Linked DNA regions of Mus musculus: all the other regions are linked to region 1. A link is a contact called in public HiChIP or PLAC-seq and promoter capture Hi-C data. All regions are on one chromosome and are shown on one strand. The core of a region is the stretch at or near the end of the contact, and the rest is flanking DNA. Distances in the headings are between cores, read along the strand shown. Region 1 holds the start of Zfp930 (zinc finger protein 930). Region 2 holds the start of Sh2d4a (SH2 domain containing 4A). Region 3 holds the start of Yjefn3 (YjeF N-terminal domain containing 3). Region 4 holds the start of Atp13a1 (ATPase type 13A1). Region 5 holds the start of Zfp866 (zinc finger protein 866).

Region 1 (4,788 bases), core at 1,633-4,132:
GGCAGAGAACCTGGAATGTCTGAGGCATTTCTCTCTGTAGATTTCATTGTTTCAATGGATAACTGCTTCTTTAATTAGAGAAATTAAAAAACACTAAGCTATAGAGAAGGTTCTGATGCTAAGGTCCTATTGCCTAATTGGTTCTTGACCCATCAATAAAGATGCTAGCAGCCATTGAGCTAAGTAACCGAGCAACTAAAGTTGAGGACAGATTTAGGGTGGTGGGACAAGAGTACTGGGGAGGGCACGCTTGCCTCAGAAGATAAATGATGCCCAGCAACTGACAAGGCAAGTTGAAATTGAGCAGTGTGTGTGCCTGGGTTTTTCATCCGAAGAGCCAATATTCTCTGGGTGGGGGCTGGTAGCACACAGGTTCCCAGAGTTAAGGTGGGGTAGCAAACTCAACACTAAGCAATTCTGTGATGAAGAAGTGGATATTGTCTTAGTAAAGTCCCAGAACTTCTCTGAGTTCCAATTTTCTCATATACAGAATGAGACATTAAATGATCTAGGGCCCTCTCAAAGCTCTAATATATTTTAACTTTTTTTTTCTATTCTATTTCACAAATCACAGGCTGTGTAGACACAAAGACCACTAGCAAGTGTCGGGAACTGCTTTAATTTTCTTTTTAAAAGCAAATAAAGTTATGGATCTGAGGGAGGGGCAGGGAGAATTAATAATTGACCTTGCTCCTGTACACAATATTAGCTGCTGGGGTCTGTAACCTGACACACTCAGCTACAGGCAGTGAGGGCCTATATCTCAAACCTCTGAGCTGGCTTAACTATTTCAACCAGGATTGCACATATCTGCATAGGAGAGTTCCTTAGCTGGAAATTCGATATCAACTGGCTCAAGGTAACCTCCCCAAATTGTACACCCACCAATCTGATCTGTCTTCGTTCACATGGCATGAATCAATACATGTCGAAAAATTACAAAACCACCCTCCTACTTCAATCAGGACCTTCTTCATAATGGGACTACTGGAGCTGACTGCCTTAAACTTCAGTCTGTGATCTAGCTATTGCCTTCCCCATTTCCCCCTGCACTGTATACAATAAACTGTTGCTCCTATTTTGGTCTGAAAGTAGAGACCATGCTCCACACACAAATCCTTTTACTACTGCTTAAATGATTCTTGTGGTCTAAGTGACTCAAATTGGTCATTTTAAAACTCTATGATGGTATAACCCCTTAATTTAAGAATTTTAGAATTTTAATTTTAGTCAAGTGGACAGCAAGATATATACCCTGTGGACATATAGACTTGTCTGTATCTAGGGTCAAGGCTACCTGAAACAATGTAACAGACAGAGCCTCAGAAACATTTTTCTGCAGGAGGTACAGGTGTTCTAGAATTAATGTGTCTGCCCAGAGAGAAATAACTTGATGAACGTAAGGTATTAATGAAGAAAAATTCTTGAAGAATAGCATGCATACAGCACTGGCTGGTGCTCAAAGAGGAGCCAGCCTAGGACACATTTTCCATCCTACATATGCTGCGTCAGGCCCCAGGTTACACGCTGAACAATTCACATAGAGACAGGAGAGTCCAATTTTAAGTTGCTAAGTGGTTACTTAGGCAGAAGAGAGGCTTACACAACAAAGTATTCCCAGGACTATTTCTTAAGTACACCAGTATCCTGGAACAGTAGACCATTCTTCAGTGTCAGGGTCCCTAGGTGAATATGCCAGACTGAGAAAGATTATAAAAGTATAAAGGAGAAAAGATAAAAGCTGGGGTGGGAAATCATAGAGAGCACACTAAGAAGTTAGAAGAGGACTGAGCTGGGTGTTAAGCTGAGGAGCAGCTAGCTCAGGTCAGCTCTCCAGCTCAGGTCAGCGCTGTGTGTAGCAGATAATGTAGTAATGATGTGACGGCTCCTTATAACTAATAAACGCAGAGGCCCACAGCAGGCAGGCCGAGATCTTGATGCTGCTACAGTGAAGACCATACTGCTGTCTGGCTTGCTAACAAAAGGACAACTGGCTGCATCTATATAAGAGGATCCATAGAAAGCAGCCACTGCCTAAGAAGAAAACAGGACTTTTATGGCACACCAGGCCTTAATGTTGGTTACATGACCCTACCTGCTCCTTTGAGCAGCTTCTTGGTCTCCTGCCACTTCTTAAGGGCATCGGTCTAGCGGCTGTTTAAGATCAGGGTTGTCTCCTTCCTTATGGTTGGAGCCAAATGTCTAGACAATCCTGGTGAACAAACATGCGTATCTAGCACTTCATCTCTTACAGACCTCATTAATACACTATATCTTTGGGTGTTTCAGAGGCAGCCCACCTTTAGCTAAACTCTACTCTGTGTGACTTATTCTCTCCGAAGCATTGGTAAATCCTTTGCATTATCATCTCAGCAAAATAGTGGAGTGCTACCAACACATAAGATTCCATGCACAATACCCACAAAATTAACTCCAAATGTGAAATCCGAAGAACAGAAATTCTAGAGATGCTAGCTAAACTAAAACGGCAACCTGCCGTCCTCTGATGCACAAGAAGCACGGTGATGTTGGCTACAAAGATGTTTCTACGCACACACCATGTCCCCAAAGCTCTACACAGACGCTGCCCACAGGGTGAAGTTCTTCAGAGGTCACCACTTTGGTACAGGGAACTACAGAGACCGCATGGGACTTCATACAACTCCACATCTGGCCCACTAGCTTCCATCCAGTCCAAGGGTAGCCTACCAAAAGGGATGCCGAGGCTCAGCAGCCCACTTCTCCCAAGACTGCGGTCCCTTGCTCACCATAGCGTGGCTTCCAAGCTCGCGTGCACCCCTCACAGATCCTGTTACACGCAAAGAACCGCTTGCATTTTCCCAGCTTCGGAACGGAGCCTGGAGCCTGGCGCCCGGAAGAGCCCGCCTCCCCGATGACGCTCCGACTGCAGGTTCTCATTGGCTGATGAGGCCTGAGTGACAAGAGTCCCTCCTTTGGCGTTGGAGTTTAAGGAACAGCACAGAACAGTATTTCCTGTTGCAGATATTTGCATTTCAGGAGTCCTTGCTCTTGACCTGAGGTAGCTTCACTTCTATCTTTCCTTGCGTGGTAGGCACTTTCCCCTTTTCCTCCTTGACACAAGGTAGCTAGTTTAAATAGCACATTACAAAATGTGGAGTGGAGTGTTTCTCCTGTCCCACAAGTGGAAGGGTGCCCACGATATTAATAATTAAGGAGATTTTAGAAAACAAATGTTTGTTCTGTGGGTTCACGGTGAGGTCAGGTGAGCTACAGCTACGTTCTACCTGGCTGGCAAAGGTACACTGGACAATCCTGAGAGAAAACCTGGAACCACATCACAAACACAATGAAATGTGTTTCTCCCACAAGAAGGCTGGATGGTGGATCCATCCCTATAGGAGTTTTCTTCCTGAAATTCAGGTCTATCTCTTGACAAATTAACACTAATGATAAGTGTAGTCTCCACGGTAACTTGAATAATTAGAAAGAAATGGTTCGAGGAAGAATGTTGTTTATGAACACTATTCCTAACATTTTTCTGAGTTAAGGTGAGAAAACGCAGCTGTATTAGTCAAGGTTCTCTAGATGAACAGAAATGATAAAAATGAGCGTCTCTTTCCCTCTCTGTATGTAGAAAGGGGATTTATTAAAACGGCTCGCAGGCTGTGGTCCAGCTAGACCAACAAGTGCTGTCTAGCAACTAAAATTGGAAGAATCCAGTAGTTCAGTCCATGAGGCTGCGTGTCTAAGCTGGGCTTCACTGTATACCACATTTTCAAAGAAGGAGGCTCTAAAGGAATGAACTTGCTAACCAAAGATAGGGCAGAGAGAGAGAGAGAGAGAAAGAGAGAGAGAGAGAGCTTCTTTCTTCTCTATTTATGTGGACTGTCACCAGAAGGTGTGGCCCAGATTAAAGGTGGATCTTATCGCCTCAAAAGACCCAGAAGCGTCTTCCCACTTCATAAGTTTTAATTAAGAAAAATCTCTCACAGGTATATGCAACTTTTTGGGTCTTAGTTAATTTGTAGTCAGTTTGTCTACCAAGAATAGCCATCATAACAGACAAGACAGAAAAACTTGGAAATATTTCTTACCAGCAGAAAGCAGGGAAATCATTTAACAAAAATAAAAGACAGGAAGCATGGGGGTTTTCTTTAGAGAGCCTGGACACATTCGCGTAGAGTTCTGCCTGATTTGGTGGTGTTCTTAGCTCAGCGTTGGACAGGAACATATACAATTTATTTTAAAAGACAGAAGGAAATGTCTCTGGCACGTTCATCTTGTACCTCAAGGTCATAATTGAAACTCATATGTTAATTGAACCCAGGGAGAATAAGACCACTACCACGATTTTGAGACAACTTGAACCACCTAAGAGCTGGCCATCAACTGGATCCTAAGTGCTGTAAGGAAACCAGACCTGAATCCACTTCTAGTGCCTCTTTTAAGTAGTAAAATCACAAGCTTCTGCCAAACAGGTTTACAGAAAACAGACAATGAGACAATAAGAAAATACAGGAATAAACAACCAAAGGAACAAAAATGTGGTCACCATAGAGGGTCAGGTATGTTCAGGATGTTCTCAGAAATATGAAGAGGCCAGGGGTCAAGCAGATCAGGCTCCAAGAAAAAGACTTAAATAGAGCAAATCAGTAAATGGGGTATTTTGAGCAATACAGCATAATGGCTCCTGCCTTCAAACTGAAGTCAGGTAGGTTCCTCACAAGTAAATGACACTGTGAATGTAGCTTACTTAGGAGCCAATACTACCTGTTAATTATGGCCAATACTACCTATTAATTATGA
Region 2 (4,788 bases), core at 1,076-3,575, 930 kb after region 1:
TACTGACTGCCCTTTTTCTCTCACAAAATTGTTATTATAGACCCTGACCACCAGGGACAGTTTAATTACACTTGAAGAAACTACAGTGGCTCCTGGTGGCCTCAGAGAATACAAAAGAAACCCAATTAACAAGTGATGGCTTTTGACTATGGGCACCAAATTGGACTGCTGATTCCCTCTGAGTATAGCAGCAATTGGCTTACAGGATACTTCAAAGGACACCAGCCTAGATTCCCAGCTCTGCCTCCAGTGAGCTGTGACTTTGGGAGGTCACCTCAAGTCTTTGGACCATATTTCCTAATCCATAAAATTAATCTGGGGATCTTTGTAGCTCTTGGATACTGAGATAAAATCTACGTTGAAGTTCCTGAGACAAGTACAGGAAATAAAAAGGAGGAAGTGAATCCGCCTGGGTTTTTCCTTCTTTCACTCTACAGGACAATCACTGCTAACGTTGATCTGCACGGTGATGGTTTTGTCTCATACTGAGTGTAATCACTCGAGGTTCAACACAAAGTGCAGCTCAACTAACTTGTTTTTCTTCTCCTGTGGCATTTTTTTTTTTGAAAAAGACAAATAACAAGCAACAAGTCCATACCTGTTGCTCACTCTAAAAATTTGAAAGAGTACAAAATTCAGTTAGGTTCCCAGGATACCTGTAGATCTGGTCTGACTTTCACACTTTCCATTTTTCTACATAATTGTGTTTTTAATTAGTATAGAGCCTAATACAGCTATCTTCATAGAATTATCGTGGTATGTATAGTACATATATCCCTAAAGTTAAGAATTTAGATTAAGTTCTATCTATTCTTTAAACAGCTAGCTCTGTGGACAGGCTTCGGATTGTTCGATTTTTTTTTTCTCATTAATTTACTTGATGATTTTGAAAATAAAATAAATTGCAAGTGGTGAGAGCAGCTGGAAGTTCTGTAAATGCTCTCGAGATTGAAGTATTTCACAGATATAACTAGACAAGTCCATTTGTGCCCAATCTTCACCTAAGTATTTCTTCCACTTATTTATTAAATTAAAAATTATAAATACATTGTTTCGTTCCACAAACAAGAGAAGCTTGTCAGGGAACTGAGCAAGATGTAGCTGGTTATCCCTGCTTCTCTAGGGCCATAGTGAAGAGAAACACTATTGAGAAAATCTGCAAACAGTGAGTGACTCCACCTAGGGCCCATGAACCCCCCAGGGCAGGAGTGGCTGCGGATGGTTTACTTTTGTTGAGGAAAGTTCTTGCTAGGCTGATTTTAGATTGAGCCTTGACCCAGAACCATAGGGAGGGGACGAGCCCGCTGCTCTCTGTACCACGTGAGGGCGCCCGCGGGAGGGTGTCCCCGCGCGGGGAGCTCTCTAATAGAGTTCTGCGTGGGCTGAAACAGGTTTCAGGACTCTGTCTGGAAGGTCACCTCCGGGCCAGGAGAGACCACATGGCACTGCCCAGTGATTGGACCTCCGCTGATTTGTGGGTACTGTTGCAGGCACCCAGCACCTGCTTCGTGGCCCCGACCCTCGCAGGTTGCTTCCGCAGCTGCACCTGCCCCGGCCAGTGTAAGCACTCACCACGCGTGCATGCACACCGCCCGGGCACCATGACTTCCCTGAAAGACTCCAAGTTGCCTCCGATTCTCCTCCCACTGGAGACTCTTAGTATAATGATCACAAGCCCTCTATTCTTAGGGCCGCCACTCGCCCGGCCCCGGCTGCCGATACTGGACACCCTACACGAGACATCGGACACCCACAGCTGTGGCGGTCGGTTCCTCTGGGCACCCGAGCTCGCCCTGCGCGCGGTGGAGGAGGGACCAGAGGGACAGGTGAACAGCCTGACCGCGGGAACCAGGGTCTCCTCCTGTCCCTGTCCTCTGTGCTTTACCCTTCGCTCTAGAGACTCACCTGCTGGTTCCCACTCCTCGCTCACCCTTCTGCCTGGCTCCATGCTCCAGCGTTTTACCCGACCCGGTCACCTACCTGCTCAGTACCCGGAGCAAGGTGACCCAAGCACCTGCCACCTCCAGATTGCCTACAGCAACTGTCCGGGAAGAGAAGGGAGGACAAGCAGAGACCCAGCCTCCCAGAGACCCAGCCGCGCGGGCTGTCTGGACAAACACTCGGGACCAGAAGGACACTCAGCGTCCAGATCGCAGCCCTGGCCCGCCCCGCCGCGCCCACATGCTGGGGTGACTGACTGGGCGCTCCCTCAAGGCCCCACCCGGGTGCTGGAGGCGCTCCAGGGCCAGTAGGCAAGCTTGGCTGCCTTGGTCCAGTGACAGCAAGGCCACTAGTCCTTGGTTAATCTAGAGCGCTGTCTACAGTCTGGGGTAGTTTGCCTTACCACCTCAGTGGGGGTCTGTGGGACTTATTAATTACAATAGTCCGGCCCCTTCCACATTTGACTTGTAGGTGGAGCCTGCGGAGGCAGGCAAGGCCCATTTGGGAACCTGGGTCCTGCAGGCCAAGTTGGCTGTAGTTCTGCCCCTGCATTCTACAGCTTACTTTTTCCTTCTCTTTTGTTGACATTAAGTAAATTATCAAACTCTGAAGCATTTGTGACTCCAGGTGTGGCTTTACCGAGCATGATCAAGGAAGAGAAAGACTGGAATGCTGCAGGCTGAAGGCACTAGGGACAGGGGCAGCCAGGGAGAGAAACATGAAAGGGGGAAAAAGGTGGAAGTCCCCTGTGACTAACAGATCAGGGCCCGGATGGCACAGAGCACCAATGAAGCCTAAGCATACGTGGGAGGGAGGAAAGCTGAGCCGAGTGGAAAGGTGGACCAGCCTTTTCCACGGGTGAGGAACGTTAGGGATGTGGGGAGAAAACAGGGCTGAGAGGTGCGGAGGGATGACACAGGACCTCAGACTGTGGAGGTTAGAGAGAAGTCTTATAAACAAGAAACACGGTGTGACTTTATACACCCTGTCCAATCGATTTAGGAGCCTGGCATGCTGGACCCAAACATTGTTTATCTTAGGCTTTCACAACCGCAGAAAACCCTTGAGTTGGAAAACCTTACAGCCAGGAGTTACACCCTACACTCTCAGGAAACACGACTCAGCCATTTGGGAATTGTGCTTGAGATCCACTCAGGCAAGGACTCCCGGCCCGAAGCTTACTCTCCACTGTACTGAACTGGGTGGCCAGATGAGGTGCCTTAGAATGCTCTGTCCTCCTCTGCCTACTGGTGGTATCTGCTCAGCACGTGTCCTCACACTCTCTGGAAACTAAGGAGCTGTACAAGCTGGCTATCAGCCAGCTCAGGGGCCCATGGGACACTGATGCTATCACTAGGTACCCTCCTCCAGACTCATTCTGTCTCCAAGTCCTGACAAGCCTTTCTTGATGACAGCTCTCCCCCTTACATTTAGCCTTACAGTTTGCCATTCACGATATCAGCAGTGCCTGGCTGATTCAATTCTTGTGAGGCTCAAGTGAGATAATGCATGCAAAGTGCTCAGAGCATGGCTGGCCCTAATATGTTTGGATACTTACTGCATGCCAGAGACTATTGAATAGATAGAGGCTCTTGCACAAAGTGTTCAGAACCATTTCTGGCACGCAATATTCAAATGCATTTGCTCCTATTACTCCACATCAGATACTGTAAATTCGTGTTCCTACTTTATACCAAGGCTATGAATTTTTGTGTCTCACCTTACCTGGATTGAGGCTATGAGCAATTATCCTGGTCAAAGCATGCAGGCCATTGCTGTACCAGGTATCGGTCTGTGTGCTCAGTAGAAAACAGCAGAAGTGGTGGTGTTCTATTTCCCAGGCTAGTGTGTGGTAGTGGCAAGGATTTATTATCCCAGCACTTGAGATGCTGAAATAGAGAGATAGCAGTTCCAGGCCAGTGTGAGCTACTTAGTTTCAGGCCTAGATTCCCAGTGAGAAGATGAGAAAATAAAGCCTGTAGCTCTGCGTTGTCTGTAGCCCTGTCTCTTCCCCGTCATCCCTTCTCCTTCCCCCTCTGTCTCCCATACCCTTGAAACATTCATGCTGAGAGATAAGAATTTCCATAGCAAGTCATCCTTTAGAGATCTACCCAGAAAGGCTAAACCCACACAGATTAAATGAGAAGATCCTCAGCTGCTGTCAAGCTGTGTAGTAACTACAATACTGGTGTGAGGCTTTACTGAAAATTCATGATATTGCTTGGTTAAGCCACTCTCAAATTCCTTGAAGACGGGCGGGCCATTTGTATTGTAGTAAGTCAGTCATTTGGAGGTAGTCTGTTACACTGAAATAGGTAACTAATCATCTCTCTCACTGGTCCTGTTTCTAACCTAAATTTAATTAGCATGTGTGAATAGAAAATGACACAAATAACTTATTGAAACACTGAAATAGCTTATTTAAATTCTGAGCCCACGCCTCAGTCCAGACCTAAGAAACAGAACATTTCGGGGTCCTGGTACCTGTATGTCAAACAAGTACTTCAGGTAATCCTGTCAAAAGAGAGGTGGCAGCTCCTTCTCTCAGAGCCTGTCCCCGGTTGTGAATGAAGCTATTTTTTTTTCAATGAATAATCGATCCACCATTCAATTGTTGTAACATTTTTGATGCTCACCTTCTCCCCTGCCCAGAGAATTAAGACCAAACTGCTGGCCAACTTTCTGCAGCCAGGAAAACCGATCACTGAGCCTTTTCAGTCATATCACTGCTTCCAGATATCCTACCTCCATGTAATCTGCCATGTCCCAACCTTAAACCTACAGCCTCTGCAGCTTCACACTGGGCCCATTGTCTAAAACATTTTTACTCCACGGATCACTTAGGAA
Region 3 (4,788 bases), core at 1,100-3,599, 680 kb before region 1:
TCTCAAGCTGGGGCCCCTAGGATTCTCTTAGCTGTGGAAAATAAGCACAGCACTGCCTCTACACCACGGTCAGCTGGCCAGAGATGGTCATACACGCCTGGGGTTTTCCCAGAGAGCTTGTACCTCTCAGCCTGGACCCACACACTTTCATGTCCATTGCTGGAGGACCTAGCCTCTGAACACAAGCCTTAAGGTTTGATCTGGCTTAAGGAGAAATGTTTGGCTCCTGGCAAGCTGAGGATCCAGGGAACCCTTAGAGCCTTGCTGAGATCCAGAGCCTATCAGGCTGCACCCCAGAGCCTGTCCTACCCTGCTGTGGCCCAGCCTCCATGCCATCTATAGTCGCTGGTAGGTGACCCCTGGGGCTTGTCCTGCCAGTCAAGATTGGCACTGCCCCTGCTGGTCTTCAGGAGTTATTTATAGTGGCCCCTGTCTCCCCTGGGTGTAGGGCAGGTGGTCTACCCCACTGAACCTGCAGTGCCTACACCACTCCTGGAGTCAGGAGCAGGCTGTGTGGCACCCCAGGGCACTTCCAGCCTCTGGTGGGGACCGGGCCTTTTCTTTATAGAGCAATGGTTCTTAACCTTCCTAATGCTGAAACCCTTTTAATATACAGTTCCTCATGTTGTGGTGACCCCCACCCTCACCCCCACCCCCAAGTGTAAAACTATCCCGTTGCTACTTCATAACTAATTTTGCTGCTGTTATGAATTGTAATGCAATTGTCTGATATGGGACCCACGGTTGAGAACTGTTGTTTTATATTCTGGGGCTCTGCTGTGTCCATGCTGACCTATACCTTCCAGAAAGTGTGGCAGCCCAGACTGCCTAGTACCCTAACAGCAGAAGAGACAGAGACTGCCCTGGGGAAGTGGCTGAGGAAGGACAGTCCACCTATGGAGGGTGTAGAAGGCAGAGCCAGCAGGTACTTCACTGGGTACAATGACCCAGTGTCCTAAGTGGGGCCCTGGAGGGCACCATGCTGAGAGGGGGGTCTCATTTCTCTTGCAGGGTACAGCATGTTTGCTGTGGGCATCGGGGCCTTGATCTTTGGCTACTGGAGAATGATGAGGTGGAACCAGGAGCGCAGGTAGGCCCTGCTCACCACCATGGAGGGGTTCTGTGAGGATGAGGGAACTCCTACTTCCTGTCCTGAAGTAAAACGCTGAGACCAGGCCTTCAGCTGTTGGACTTGGGCTTCACAGCTGGCACTGTGGGTGGTAACCAGCAGGTGGTGGGCTTGGCCTTGGTACATGGTGGCAGGTACCAGAGAGCCCAAGACCGTGAGTGTCATAGATGAAAAGTTTCCCTGGAAAGATTCCTTCCTGGGTTCCCGTTTCCTCAGCCCCTGAAGTTGAGAAGTTCGACTCCCTGTGGGGATAAATAAGAACAGTGGAAGAAGGCCCTGCAGGCCCAGCCCCCTGCTATTTTGAGAACAAAGGGAATTGGTTTTGTAAAGCCCAGAGCCTAGTGATGAGTGTCCCCCTCCATCCAGAGCATCAAGCAGGGCTATTTTTAGGATTTTTAAAAAATGTTTATTTGAAAGGAAAGTGTGAAGCTGGCAGTTTTATGGCTGCTATTGCCTGCCTGTGCCAGCTGTGCCCTAGCTTGCCCTCCTGTCCCAACTCAGGTGGCCAGCATTGGCCCCAGCTTCCCCCTCCCCACCAGCCCCACCAGCGCCCTGTGGCCCTGTCACGTCTGTGTCCCACACTCTCCCAATGGCCACATCTGACCCCACTGGGTATTGATTTTCCAGGCGCCTGCTGATTGAGGACTTGGAGGCCAGGATCGCCCTCATGCCGCTCTTCCAGGCAGAGAAGGACCGGAGGTAGGCTAGGGTGGGAGGTCCAGTGGAGCTATCAGGGACTGGGAGGAAGGGACAATGGTTTGCCTTGAGCTTAGCCATGCCTCGTGGCCACAGGACCCTGCAGATTCTCCGGGAAAACCTGGAGGAGGAAGCCATCATCATGAAGGATGTGCCCAACTGGAAGGTGGGCGAGTCTGTGTTCCATACCACACGATGGGTGCCACCCCTCATTGGCGAGATGTATGGGTTGCGCACCAAGGAGGAGATGAGCAATGCCAACTTCGGCTTCACCTGGTACACTTAGGGCCTGAGCCAACGCACATAATAAAGAGTGGTCAAATAAAATGTTGACTCTATAGTGACTCTATCGTGGATCCTTAATCGCTGGGCCCGCGGCCCAGTCATCACAGAGTTAAGTCACCCCGTGCTTTGGCCAATGGCTGTATGGAGCGCCTCCTAGTGGCCTCAGATTAGCAGGTGCCTAGTCACAGGGCTCCGCCTCCGGGCCACACTTAAAAGGCAGCGCGGAGCCAGCTTGCCCATGCGACCATGAGCAGCAGTGTGCACAACAACACGGGCCCTGTCCAGTTGCCAGAGGAGAGGCGCTTTCTCAGGTCAGTGGGTGACAAGGGGTCGCGGCCAGGGTGGCAGGCAGGAGGCAGGTGAGTCTGGGGCTTAAGGTCTGCTGGGAGCTTGCAGGTGCATCCAAAGCTGAGTTGCCAAGGAAACTGCATTCCAGGCAAGCCAGCCCTCATAGTCACCCACCAGGTTCTCTATTGTCAGAGAGAAATTGTTTGAGATGTGGTCAGGGGCTTGGAGTCACACAGAGGCTTTGAATATCTACTGCCACTGGGAGCCACAGGGGGCTCAGGATGCCTTGCCAAAGCCCCTGGCACATTTTGGAGTACAGAATGTATGCATGATGCCTGTGAACAAGTGATGGGGAGGGCACCCGGGTGCCTTAGCTGGATGGTTTCTTGCCTTTCTAGAAGTAATTTGGGATTTTCAGGCTTAATTCCCTTCAACACTGGACCTGAAAAGAGATCTAAGCTTGGCTGCTCCTGTCCTAGGAGCTGGAATTGAGTGGGACCTCCCAATATCAGGCCCCAAGTGGCGGGGGGGGAGGGGGGGGGCTGCTCCCCCAGCTCGCATCCACTCTGCACCAGGGTCAGCGCTGCCCCTTGGTTGGGTTCTCTAGGACTGCTCACTGTCCCTGCTATCATAGCTTCAGGTGAAGACAGGGAAAAGATCAGCACCCCACCCACCCCTGCAGAGGCAGCAACCATGGCTGTCCGACCAAAGTGGGACTGAGCCTCTCTCTCCACAGTGATGCCTATGAGTGGAGGCCAGAGGCTCCCATCAGGTCTGCCTTCCTCTAGTCTCCTCCATCTTATTATTTAAGAGTCTCTCACTAAACCTAGACTATTGATTGTCTAGGCTGGCTGGCCAGCAAGTCCACAGATCCTCCTGCATGTCCCTTGACAGTGCTTGGGTCACAGACACACCTGCTGTGCCCAGCTGTTTATCCACCCCACCCCACCTCTGCAGGTTCTAGGAATTAAACTGATTGCAAAGGCAGCAGTTTGTCGACTCTTAAGGCATGTCTGTGAATTTATTGTGAAGGTGTCTGTACAGGAAATAGACATTGGGTCCCCTGAAGCTGGAACTGCCCAGCGTGGGTGCTGGGAGCTGTACTCAGGCCCCTTGCAGGAGCAGTTCTGGCTCTTAGCCACTGAGACATCTCACATCCCTCCAGCATTGTTTTTGAAACAGAATTTCAGAAAGCAGGACTAGTGAGAGTCCTGCCTCACCCTCCAAGTGCTGGGATTCAAGTTTGTGCCACTGTGTCTGGGCCTTTTCCCACGCTGAGCACAAGCTGGATGTGCTGTGCCAGAAGCTGGCCAGGTGGCCCGTGCCTTCTCCATCCCCCACCACACACTCCTCCTTCCTGCAGGTCTCCTACCCCGCACCTGTGGTCCCATCTTCCTGACTGAGCAGCCTGACGGCTTTCGTTTCTTTTCCCCATGAGACAGGGTTTCTCTTTGTAGCCCTGGCTGTCCTGGAACTCGCTCTGTAGACCGGGTTGGCCTCAAACTTACAGAGATCCACCTGCCTCTGCCTCCTGAGCACTGGGACAAAAGGCGTGCAGTATTTCGTCCAGCTCTGTGTCTTGGTGTGGTGTCGAGCCCTTCCTACCCTGTTCCCCACAGGTGCTAACTTTTCCCAGTGGTTTCTAACCTGGGTCATTCCAGACTTGCTCCAGGTGCTCTTCCTTCCTGCCTTGGCCTTCCTCCACGCTCCTCCCTTCCTCCGTGCTCCTCCCTTCCTCTAGGATGCCCTGCCTGACTTCCATGTCTTGGCAGTGCTTGCTGGGCAGTATGCACCCCGCACCACCGAGTAGACCCTGTCCTCCTACCCCAAGCCCTGATTCTGTAGTGCAGTTTGCCAGCCCTGTCAGCAGGCAGAGGCGCCCCAGCCCCGTCCTGACACCTGTGCTTGGAAGTGTTCCACACTTGCTATTCCTTTCTAAAACTTCCCTTTTTTTCCTGATGCTCTTTGTGGAACCTTGGGCCTCATGAATGCTTGGCAGGTGTTCTGCCAAGCCATATCCAACATTAAATTGCTAATGACTTTTGAACAGAGACTCATGAATTATGTAATCTGTTCTTGTCTTCAAAAAGCCACAGAGTCCAGCAGCCCGTCTCTCTAGTCTCAGATATCTTAATTTTCTTTATTAAGATAGGGTCTCATTCCAGGCATGGTGAGGCAGAGGTAGGTGGATGTCTGTGAGTTCAAAGCCAGCCTTGTCTACAAATCGAGTTCCAGAACAGAACAGTAAGGGATACACAGAGAAACAAAAACCAAACAACAAAAACAACCCCCACCACACACACACACACACACAAAAGAAAAACCCGAGCAGTCAAACAAAAGGCTCACTATGATGTACCCTGGGCTTATCATTCTGCCTCCCAAGTTCT
Region 4 (4,788 bases), core at 1,341-3,840, 580 kb before region 1:
ACTCCTGTCAAAAACCAAAGACTGTTACGGAGCCCTTCTTACCTCTCAAGTACACGCCCCTCATAGGGTCAGAGTGCAGGCATGTCCCTAGGCTTGCCATACCTCACTTGACCACTACTTTGTATTATAAGGCTCAAGGCACAGGGCAAACTCCCCACCTAGGATTCTGGACCTGACTGAGCTCAAGTCCATACGGAACTTCTCCACTGCTCTCCATTCACAAGACCCACATCTTGCCACTTCCCACTTACCGCCACACTGGCTCTCTCTAGCTTGCTCACTGCTCCCCAGTATACTGAACACCAGCTTGCCTGAGTCCAAGCTAAGAGTCTTGGTATCTGAGCAAGTTCCACCTATAGCCTGTGAACTCATGCAGCCAAAGACAGCTAAGGACGTGGTGTAAAACCATAAGCAGACTTAAAACACCTCGAGATAATTTTTCTTGGAAAATGGATCCGCTCTCCTGATCCATTCAGGCTTTTGCTCAAGTGTCACCTACTCGGGAATCCTCCCCAGGTGGCTCCATCTGAAGTTCCCTGGGAATCTTACTGTTATCTGCCTTCTGCAGTAACAAATGATTCTACCTTCTTCCCCAGTGGTTTTATGCATGCTACTTTCGTGACACAAGAAACATTCCCCCATTCCTCCACCTCTGGTCAGCCTTGCAATGACTAGAGGTGGAGGTGGGACACAAGGTGGTGGCCCTGAAACTAACACTTGATGATGAACTAACACAGCGGAAGATGGGTAAAGGTGCCACGGAGGGTGCCCCCCCATTATAGGTTACCTTAGCTTTCCTCAGTGACCCCGGAGGGAGGTGTTTCAGCTTTCACTGTACAGTAGGGTGAAACTGAAACCCAGTGAAACCTAGAGAGAAGCAAAGCCTGATCTGCCTCCTCACCCAAGGCTGCTTAGCTCTTCCCTCTCCTCCTTTCTAGAAAAGGAAGTTCTCAGCTACAGTCCAAAGGACAGCTAGAATGCTAGGGACCGAATGTCTCACACATGAGCGCAAGCGCTTACACACACACACACCCATCTATTGACCCTGGGTGCCAAGCTCAGAAATTTGGGCCCCTCTTCAGGGATAAATATTAATGAAGGAAACAGGATGCCTTCTCTTGGTACTAAGAATTCAATGCGCACACATAGCCATTGAGGGTGTATATGAGGGTACTCAGGATTTCCTTCAGTCACTGACACTGCCTCCCTTTTCTAAAGACCTACCCAGAACAGATATTGGTGTGCCAGGCTTCAAATCTGGTGATCTGTAGTGTGCTCACTGGGTATTACCCTCAACCTAGAGTACCTTAAAGTCAGTGCTTCCTGTAGTGACACTATGTTTAGAGTTCTGAATTTAGAATCACTGCACCATTCTGACAAGCCCTCATCTTAACCATACCTTACCGATAACTTGAGACTCTACGCTATTTTAAGTCACTTACAAGTAGTTCCTGGCCATCTTCAGCACCAGAATGAATTACACTCTCTTTTGGGTCTAGCAAGGGACAGACAGAAGCTGAACACTGGGCCATAGGACTTGGCTTCATACATTTGGGGGTATTACCCCACAGGTCTAATCTAACACTTAAAAAAAAAAAAAAGAAAGAAAGACCAACACAAGAGTAGAAGCCAGAAATAGTGACACAGGCTTTTAACCCGAGAACTCTGGAGGCAGAGCTAGGCGGTTCTCAGTGAGTCCTAGACGACCCAAGGCTGCATAGTGAGATCCTATCTTACAGGAAAAAAAAAAAAAGAGTAAGAAAAGAAAACCAAAACCAAGGTAGGAGATGACGGAGAAGCAAGGCGGAACCGTTCCAAGAACAATACACCATATGGGAGCTAAGAGAACAATTCACACTAACAGTAGCATATGGATCCTGCTCTAAGTGTGTTCCAGGTGTTTCTTGTGAATCAAAATAACCAGCCACAACTGCATGGCGAGTCACAGCGGGGTCAGAAGTAGGCCTGAGCCATAGGACAGGGGGCGCCGCTGGAGAATCGAGCTGTTAAGATTGGAGACTCGCAAGCCCGCGGCAGCCCGGTACCCCCGCTAGGCCCCATTGTGCCTGGGTCCCGGTCCGGGTCGGGGTCGGGCGCGCGCGCGCACTTACCGGGGTGCAGGTGAGCGCGCAGTGCGCGTGCACAGACCAATGCCCCGACAGGACAGTGAGTGCGTGCGCGAGGCAGATGGTGGCGAGCGCCAGCAGCGCGGCCTCGGGTATCTGGGTCCAGCTGCTGCCCCATCCCCAGCAACCGCTGGCGGCGGCGCCCAGCCAGGCTGGGTACAGCAGCCCGGCAAACGGCAGCACGGTGAGGCGCCGCAGAAGCGCCAGCCGCCGGTACGGCCACACGGCGGCCACCAGTTCGTCGCCGTTCGCTATGAGTGCTGGCCCGGCAGCTAGGCCCGGCCGCAATCGCGACCCAGGCTGAGGAGACCCGTTGTCCCGGGCCCCGCCAGGCCGGGCTCCGCAAGGAACCGCGTTGCCCACCACCGCCATCTTTCCCAGCGCTGCGCTGGCTTCCGGCAGAGGCACCGCCCCACTTCCGGTCTATTACTTCCGGTAAGGTCTGAGCGCCACCTTGGAATAGGAAGCGCCTAGGTAAACCGTTAGGTGGGTTAACACAAGTGTCTGTTCAGGGCGCCGCCATGACAAAGAAGGTACCAAAGGTCCAAATCAGCTTGCTAAGGTCGGCCGTGGCGAACTAAGAACGCAAAAGATGTAGACGGGCAGGGCGGGATTGACATCAGCAAGAGACCCTGAAACGGAAGAGCCCGTCCCTTCTCAGCAACTTTTCCGGCATCTATCTAGGAAAGAGCCTCCGTTTGGGGAGGAGAAAAGCTTACCCTAAGATACAAACTTTAGGACTTGGGACCTTTTGAGGGCGGGTTTGGGAGGAGGCGGAGCTTTCGCAAGGTAGGGTTGAGGGTGCCTTTTCCATGCAAGCCATACGGTAATAAGTACACAAGGTCACATTAACATAAATGGAAAATTAGGTACTTATGAAATATACTATGATGCTTTATGCAACTATTCTGTACAAGTACTGTTATTTAAACACAGCCATAAGAAGGTTTTGAAGATTTAAAAATATATAAGTATGTATCTGTCTCTGTGTGTGTGTGTGTGTGTGTGTGCGCGCGCGCGCTGTGCAGTTCCTACGGGGCCCTAAGAATTCGTCTGAGGTGGGAGCGGGTAAAAAAAAAAAAAAAAGAATGTGTCTGAATCCTGGATTTGGAGTTACAGTTAGTTGTGAGTGTGAGTTCTGGGAATTAAATACAGATCCTCTGGAAGAGCAGCCAGTGCTGATAGTGGCCGCTGCCTTTGACTCGCGAGTGCTGGCCACCCTACCCAGATCCAATATAGATCATTTTTATTCTTTTTCAATGTTATTTTGCTTGGTAGTGCAGGGCATCTCATGTATAAGCAAAGCTGAAGTAGGAAGATGACAACTTCAAGGTCATCTGAGAACTTAAGGAGACTTTTTCCAGACTTAAAAAAAAAAATAAAAGTGTTGGCTAGTTCAGTGTTAGAGTGCTTGCCCAGCATTCTTGAAATCCTGGGTTTCATTCTTTGTAAAAACAAACAAATAGAAAAACTCACACAGCCCCCTGACTGCAGCCTGCTGTTGCATAGTGATTTTCTCTCAGTTGAAATGACTGGAGGAAAGTTTGATAAGAGGACTAAGGAAGTTCTAAAGGCAGGCCTTGTCTCCTCGCTTCTCTTCACTCTATCCCACCCCAGGGGATTAGTCTCCAGTCCTTGGGCTTGGCAGCAAATGCTCTTGCCCTCTGAGCCTGCTCTCTACAGAGAGGTCCGTTAAGACTCAGGAAATAATTCAGAGGCTGAAGAAATTCCTGAAACCTTAGCAGGTGCAGCAGGCTCACTTCTCCCCGAGGTTATTAGGCAGGCAAGTTCATTGCAAGTACGGCGGAGAACTCTAGGTTTGCAGTTTGGAGTGATCACCATTTGGGGGTGTGCCTTCACCCCCAAATGACCTCTCAGTCATCCTTGCCAGCCAAGTTTAAGCAGCCACTAAGCCATATTCCTGCGATAACTCCAGTAAGCTCTCTGATTCATTGACTTGAACTTCAGTGTTTTTTTGTTTTGTTTTGTTTTGTTTTTCGAGACAGGGTTTCTCTGTGTAGCCCTGGCTGTCCTGGAACTCACTTTGTAGATCAGGATGGCCTCGAACTCAGAAATCCACCTGCCTCTGCCTTCCGAGTGCTGAACTTAAAGGTGTGCGCCACTATGCCCTGCTAAACTTAAGTGTTTTTATTACATTCATCTGTCATCTCTGGGGTGAGTTGACGTTTGTCCACATCTCTGTAGGAATAGTGTCACACAGCATAAATGGTGCCTGCACAACTGGGACTGGTAGAACCAAATAAAGGGAGAGGTAAGTGCCTGCTCCCTTCCTGGGCGCTGAGGCTGGGCCTGAGGCTGGTTCGTGTGAGGGAGAACATCTGTGGGTGAATCCCGTTATGGCTAGTTCTCCCTGTGGTGGAGAGTGATATGCTTTCCTGCTGTAGTGGTGGCTGCACGCTTCCTGCCATAGATGATAGGACAAGCAATCATGCATGAGCCATCTGACATCTGTGGTGGGAATCCCAGGGTGACCATCTTGCTCTGCTTGGAAAAGGGTGTCCTGTCTTTTTGATGAACAAGATCTACCTCGTGTTTGGGGATGATGTAATAATGTATTACAACTCTTTTTTTTTCACAATATTTTAAGCATATTTTATTTACATTACTTATTGAAAATATCTGGTGTACTGGAAATGATAAG
Region 5 (4,788 bases), core at 704-3,203, 570 kb before region 1:
AAAAAAAAAGACAACAAGCATGGATTCACTTTTGTCAGCCAAACATAATTCAAAAGTTCCCAGACTAACTAAAGCCAAGAGGTTATAGAGACACGAGAGGCAGAGACCAGTGGTTTCCTGTGAGTTGGAGGCCAGCCTTGGGTACAGAGTGAGATCCTCTCTAAAAAATATGAAGAGGTTATAGAGAGCTGGTTCTCATGGATGGTTAGCTGGCGCTAACACGGAGTTTTAACTTTGGCTCCTAGGTATATTCTCTTTATTATATCTTGTCTTAGGAATAGTTATAATTCAGAGATATTTGAGATCTTAAACAGGGAGAATCGGAACCTTCATAGGAGGAGAAAAGATATTCTATAATGATAATTTAAAAACATTTTTTTTATTTACATGTATGGGTAATTCAGTATGCATGAGCCATGAAGGCGCTCAGAAGAAGGAATTTCATCCCCTGGAGCTGGATTTACAGGAAGTTAAGAGCCAACGGGTGTGTGTGTGTGTGTGTGTGTGTGTGTGTGTGTGTGTGTGTGTGTAAACCAAACAAGTTCTCTACAAGAGCAGAAGGTACAGAGAGTGCTCCCATCCCCTCACCTCCTTCCCTCTTTTCAGTCGGTCCTTGATTGTGGTCTAGGTAATGATACTGCCCACTTTTAGGAAGAGCCTTCCTATCTCAACTACCCTATTTAGAAACACCCTTACATACATGCTGGAGGGTTGCTCCTATCACTTTGACAATCAAGACTAATCATTACACGACTGAACACCACTCACTGATCTGTTCATTGACTCCATTAGCTTTGCTGGGTTTTTCCTTCTTATTGTTTCTACTGCCAGTACTCCCCCACTTCTTCTTTAGTAAAAATGGGTGAACGCCTTTTTCCCAGCACCCGTGAAGCATAGGCAGGTAGACCTCTGTGTTTGAGATTAGCCTGGTCTACAGAGTGAGTTCTAGGATAGCCAGGGCTATACAGAGAAACCCTGTCTTGGAAAAAAACAAAAAAACAAAAAACAAAAACAAAAACACCAGGATAGCTAGGGCTACACAGAGAAACTCTAACTCAAAAAACCAAAAATTAAATAATAAAATGTTCTGATGATTTAGTGGCTATGTACGTGTGTGTGTGTCTGTGTATATTTATGTGTGTGTGAAGAACACACTTGTGGAGGCCAGAGGACAACTTTCCTGAGTTGGTCTTCTTCTACTATGTTCATGCTTAACCTACTAAGTCATTTCCTTGACCCACGTCTTCAATTTTCTTTTTCTTTTTCTTTTTGCTTTTGTTTAAATTAGAATGTCTGTAGAGGCCTGGAGAGGAGAAACGGGGGTGAGATGGAAGGATAGAGAGGTTTTTGGTTTTTGTTTGTTTGTTTGTTTTGGTTTTTTCAAGACAGGGTTTCTGGTGTAGCCTTGGCTGTCCTCACTCTGTAGACCACTCTGGCCTCGAACTCAGGAATCTGCCTGCCTCTGCCTCCCAAGTGCTGGAATTAAAGGTGTGTGCCACCACTGCCTGCACTGCCCGGCTGGATAGAGATCTTAACTGGAAGAACACACATGCTATGAAAATAGAGGAAATGAATACTTGTGTTAATGTGCAACCTGGGACAGATGTATAAACCATAGATGTTCCTTACTCAAATTCCTGATGCCTGGAGAACATCATGTCCAGTTATAATTTGACCTTCTAATTAAAACTGACCTGAGCACCTTTCTAATTGTGAGGCAGCAGGATTGCTGCAATGAGCACTCGGTGTGCACAGTGACGACTTGGTGATGGAGTACTGCTTTACCAGGGAGAAGCTAGTTCTGCTTAGAAGCAAGGAGGGCGGGGCTATGGCTGTCATTTGAATCCCACACTTCGGCTTTGGAAGCTAGTGTCACTCAGGCTTTGGTAGCCAATCAGGTTCTAGAACCGTGCCGTCTAATCAGGACTACTGGAGAGCGGCAAGAGGCGGGTTCTTCACGGCCGCCATATTGTGGCTCGGCTCTGCGGCACAGGGAGGTGCGGTGTGTTGTGCTGTGAGCGCTGCTGCCGGGACCAGTGAGGAGAGCGCGGGCGAGTTCGGAAGCCGCGCCATGGTGAGCAAGGGCCGCTGTCCCTGCCCGCTGTGGTGGATCCTCCCCGAGGCTGGGGCGGGGCGGCAGCGGCATTCAGTGCTGTGTGGCGCTGGGCCCTGTGTCCTCTTCGCCGTGGTCCGCGCCTGCGCAGAGCGCGGAGCCTCCCTGCGGAGGCTCCGCCTCGCGCAGGAAAGAGTCGGTGCTCTGTCTGGGGCAGGCGTTTTATACAGTCCTGCTTTGGGTATCTCATCAGAAGGTTGTAAAACAATAGGTCATCTAGTTTCTGCTACTTTCTAGAAGTTCTGAATTTTCATGTAACATTTAGGTCAAAGCAATCAACTTGAGTTAATACTGTGAATTTTAAACTTTAAAAAAATTATTATTTTTTGTGCATTGGTATTTTGCCAAAATGTATGTATGTCTTTGTGAGGATGTCAGATCCTCTGGAACTGTTGTTGAGCTGCCATGTTGGTACTAGGAATTGAACTCAGGTCCTCTGGAAGAGCAGCCGGTTTTCCCAACCATTAAACCATCTCTCCAGCCCCAACATTGTGAAACTCTATTTAATTTCTTGTCTATAGACATCGGTTCTGCTAATAACCTTTTGCTATTCTGCCCTTTGTTGAGTTTCCTTTGCTACTTTGTCAAAAAAAGGTACACACACACACACACCCCATATATATATGTGTGTGTATATAACATGTGTATATATAATATCTATAACTATATATATACACTTTAAGTCTGTGTGCTGTTTCTTTGGAATTGTGTGGACCATTTTCGTTTTTTTCCACTCTCCACATAAACTTGAGAATCAGTTTCTTAATTTTTCATAAGTTGTTAGGATTTATATTGTGATTATTTAAATCTTAGTGCAGATTGAGGAAACATGACGTTCAGTTCTGAAGCTTCCTATCGCCATATTTATGGGGTATCACTATTTTGTGTTTGCTTTTTGTTTGGTTGGGGTTTTGTTGTTGTCTTTTTTGCTTATTTTGTTTTTTGTTAGGTCTGCTTTGGCCTAAAACTCACTCTGTAGAGGCTGGCCTTGAAATCATAGCCATACACCTGCTTCTCTCTGCCTTCCATGTGCCAAGATTCAAGGCATTGTCTCCCACTGCCCTGCATGGTTTTGTTTTGTTTTGTTTTTTGTTGTTAAAAATTATAGTTCTTGCTGGGTTGGTTGGTCAGTCTACTTTTAACCCAGCACTTGGGAGGAAGAGGTTGGCAGATTGAGGCTAGCCTGGTTTACATAGCTGCAGAGTTCCAGGTTAGCCAGGGTTACATCATGAGACCCTGTCAAAAAGATGAGGTGGATGGTCTGTAATGATGGTTCAGTGCTTAAGAGGGTATTGCTCTTGTAAAGACTCCAGTTTGATTTCCAGCATCCACCTCTGTGACTCACAACTGCCTATAACTCCAGTACCAGAGCATCCCATCTCCACTTCTGGCCTCTGAGGGCACCTCCTTCAAATGCACGAACCCCTACACACACACACACTCTTAAAACTTTAAAAGTGGCTTAGCAGTGAAAAGCCCTGGTTGTTTTTTGCAGAGGATGCTGCCTGATTCAGTTCCCAGTGCTCAGGTGGCCATTTACAACCTCCTGTAACTAGTCTCCAGGCCTCCTCTGATCTCCACAGGCACCGCATATGTGCTGGCAAAACACTGATCTTCATAAAAAAGTGTGAAAAAAACAAAGTAAGGCCCCTTGGCATTCTCTCACTCAAAGAGGCCCATTGCCTTTCTTGGAAATGTCTATAATTTGTATCTCCTCTTTGCTCCTAATAAAACTTTTTGAAAGTTTTAAAACAGTTAAAATCTTTTTAAAAAAATTGTAGTTCTTACCTAGAGGACTTTATTGAATTGGTATATATTTCATTGTCTCTTCTTACCTGCATTGCCATACTGGGTATTGTTATCCAGCTGCTCACTGTTGGCTTACAGGACGCTGATGGATATTATACTCATCTTTAAACATTTTGATAATTTGTTAAGAGTTACTGGTTATAATCTTGTTGGTTCAATGAGTTTTGTTGATTCTTGGAATTTATTTTGAGGAAACAGTTTATTTTTTTCTTTTCAATGCTAATAGCATCCTTAATCCCCTTTCTTGCTGTGTGTGTGTGTGTATGAGAGAAAGAGCGGGAGAGAGAGGGCAAGAGAAAAGAAACTCATTCTAAGCCACACCATGGTGGTGCATGCCTTTATTCCCACTACCAGTAAAGGAAGACAAATCTCTGGGCTCGAAGCTAGCCTGGTCTATAGGTCTAGTTCCAAGACAGCCATCGCTACACAGAGAAACCTTGTCTTAAAACCAAACCAAACATCCCTTCCCCCCTTTTTTATGTTCTGTGTTTTACAAAGTCTTGCTATGTAGCTTTGGGTGGCCTAGAACTTGCTATGTAGATGAGGCTAGCCTCAAACTCAGAGATCTGTCAGTGATTGCCTTCATAGTGCTAGGATTAAAGGTCTCTGGCAGCATGTTCTGCTTATCCATTCTCCTATTATGTAGCTCTGGCTGTCCTGGAACTCTGTAGACCAGTCTGACCTTGAATTCACAGAGATCTGCCTGTCCGTGTCTTCAGAGTGCTAGGATCAAAAGCATGCTCCACCACTCCTGGCCCTCAACCCAATCATTTTTAAAAGATTTATTTTACTTCATGTGCATGAGTGTTTTGCCTCCATATAAGCGTACTGTAAGTGCACTGTGTCTGTAGCTGGTGCCTGTGGAG

The links. Promoter capture Hi-C pulls out the DNA fragments that hold promoters and counts their contacts. HiChIP or PLAC-seq counts read pairs in DNA pulled down with a chosen protein or histone mark.
Region 2: a promoter capture Hi-C map of embryonic stem cells shows a contact between it and region 1, with 2.8 times the contacts expected there. The contact joins the promoter of Sh2d4a here to the promoter of Zfp930 in region 1. A contact is called at or near these places in 3 of 39 promoter capture datasets (embryonic stem cells, liver and pre-B cells) and 1 of 115 datasets of contacts at active chromatin or transcription factors (large pre-B cells).
Region 3: a contact with region 1 is called in a promoter capture Hi-C map of embryonic stem cells, with 2.4 times the contacts expected there. The contact joins the promoter of Yjefn3 here to the promoter of Zfp930 in region 1. A contact is called at or near these places in 2 of 39 promoter capture datasets (the HPC-7 cell line and embryonic stem cells) and 1 of 115 datasets of contacts at active chromatin or transcription factors (embryonic hindbrain).
Region 4: a contact with region 1 is called in a promoter capture Hi-C map of liver, with 2.2 times the contacts expected there. The contact joins the promoter of Atp13a1 here to the promoter of Zfp930 in region 1. A contact is called at or near these places in 3 of 39 promoter capture datasets (the C10 cell line, the HPC-7 cell line and liver) and 1 of 9 other capture datasets (pancreatic islet).
Region 5: an H3K27ac HiChIP or PLAC-seq map of extraembryonic endoderm stem cells shows a contact between it and region 1, with 5 times the contacts expected there. The contact joins the promoter of Zfp866 here to the promoter of Zfp930 in region 1. A contact is called at or near these places in 2 of 115 datasets of contacts at active chromatin or transcription factors (astrocytes and extraembryonic endoderm stem cells).

What each region holds. Positions count from the first base shown.
Region 1 is chr8:69,207,140-69,211,927 of GRCm38.p6, reverse strand. It overlaps Zfp930 (zinc finger protein 930), which reads right to left and starts at 2,882. Exons shown (of 4, transcript NM_001013379.2): 1 at 2,769-2,882. The coding sequence starts at 2,771. Gm39188 (a long non-coding RNA gene) reads left to right here and starts at 2,931. Exons shown (of 2, transcript XR_870488.3): 1 at 2,931-3,069.
Region 2 is chr8:68,274,065-68,278,852 of GRCm38.p6, reverse strand. Sh2d4a (SH2 domain containing 4A) reads right to left here and starts at 2,325. Exons shown (of 9, transcript NM_028182.1): 1 at 1,981-2,325.
Region 3 is chr8:69,891,544-69,896,331 of GRCm38.p6, reverse strand. It overlaps Yjefn3 (YjeF N-terminal domain containing 3), which reads left to right and starts at 2,349. Exons shown (of 6, transcript NM_001353930.2): 1 at 2,349-2,421. The coding sequence starts at 2,357. Ndufa13 (NADH:ubiquinone oxidoreductase subunit A13) reads left to right here. Exons shown (of 5, transcript NM_001382215.1): 3 at 1,012-1,090; 4 at 1,757-1,828; 5 at 1,922-2,163. The coding sequence ends at 2,111.
Region 4 is chr8:69,788,965-69,793,752 of GRCm38.p6, reverse strand. Atp13a1 (ATPase type 13A1) reads right to left here and starts at 2,590. Exons shown (of 26, transcript NM_133224.2): 1 at 2,112-2,590; 2 at 1-4. The coding sequence starts at 2,498.
Region 5 is chr8:69,772,076-69,776,863 of GRCm38.p6, reverse strand. It overlaps Zfp866 (zinc finger protein 866), which reads left to right and starts at 1,953. Exons shown (of 4, transcript NM_177899.3): 1 at 1,953-2,074. The coding sequence starts at 2,072.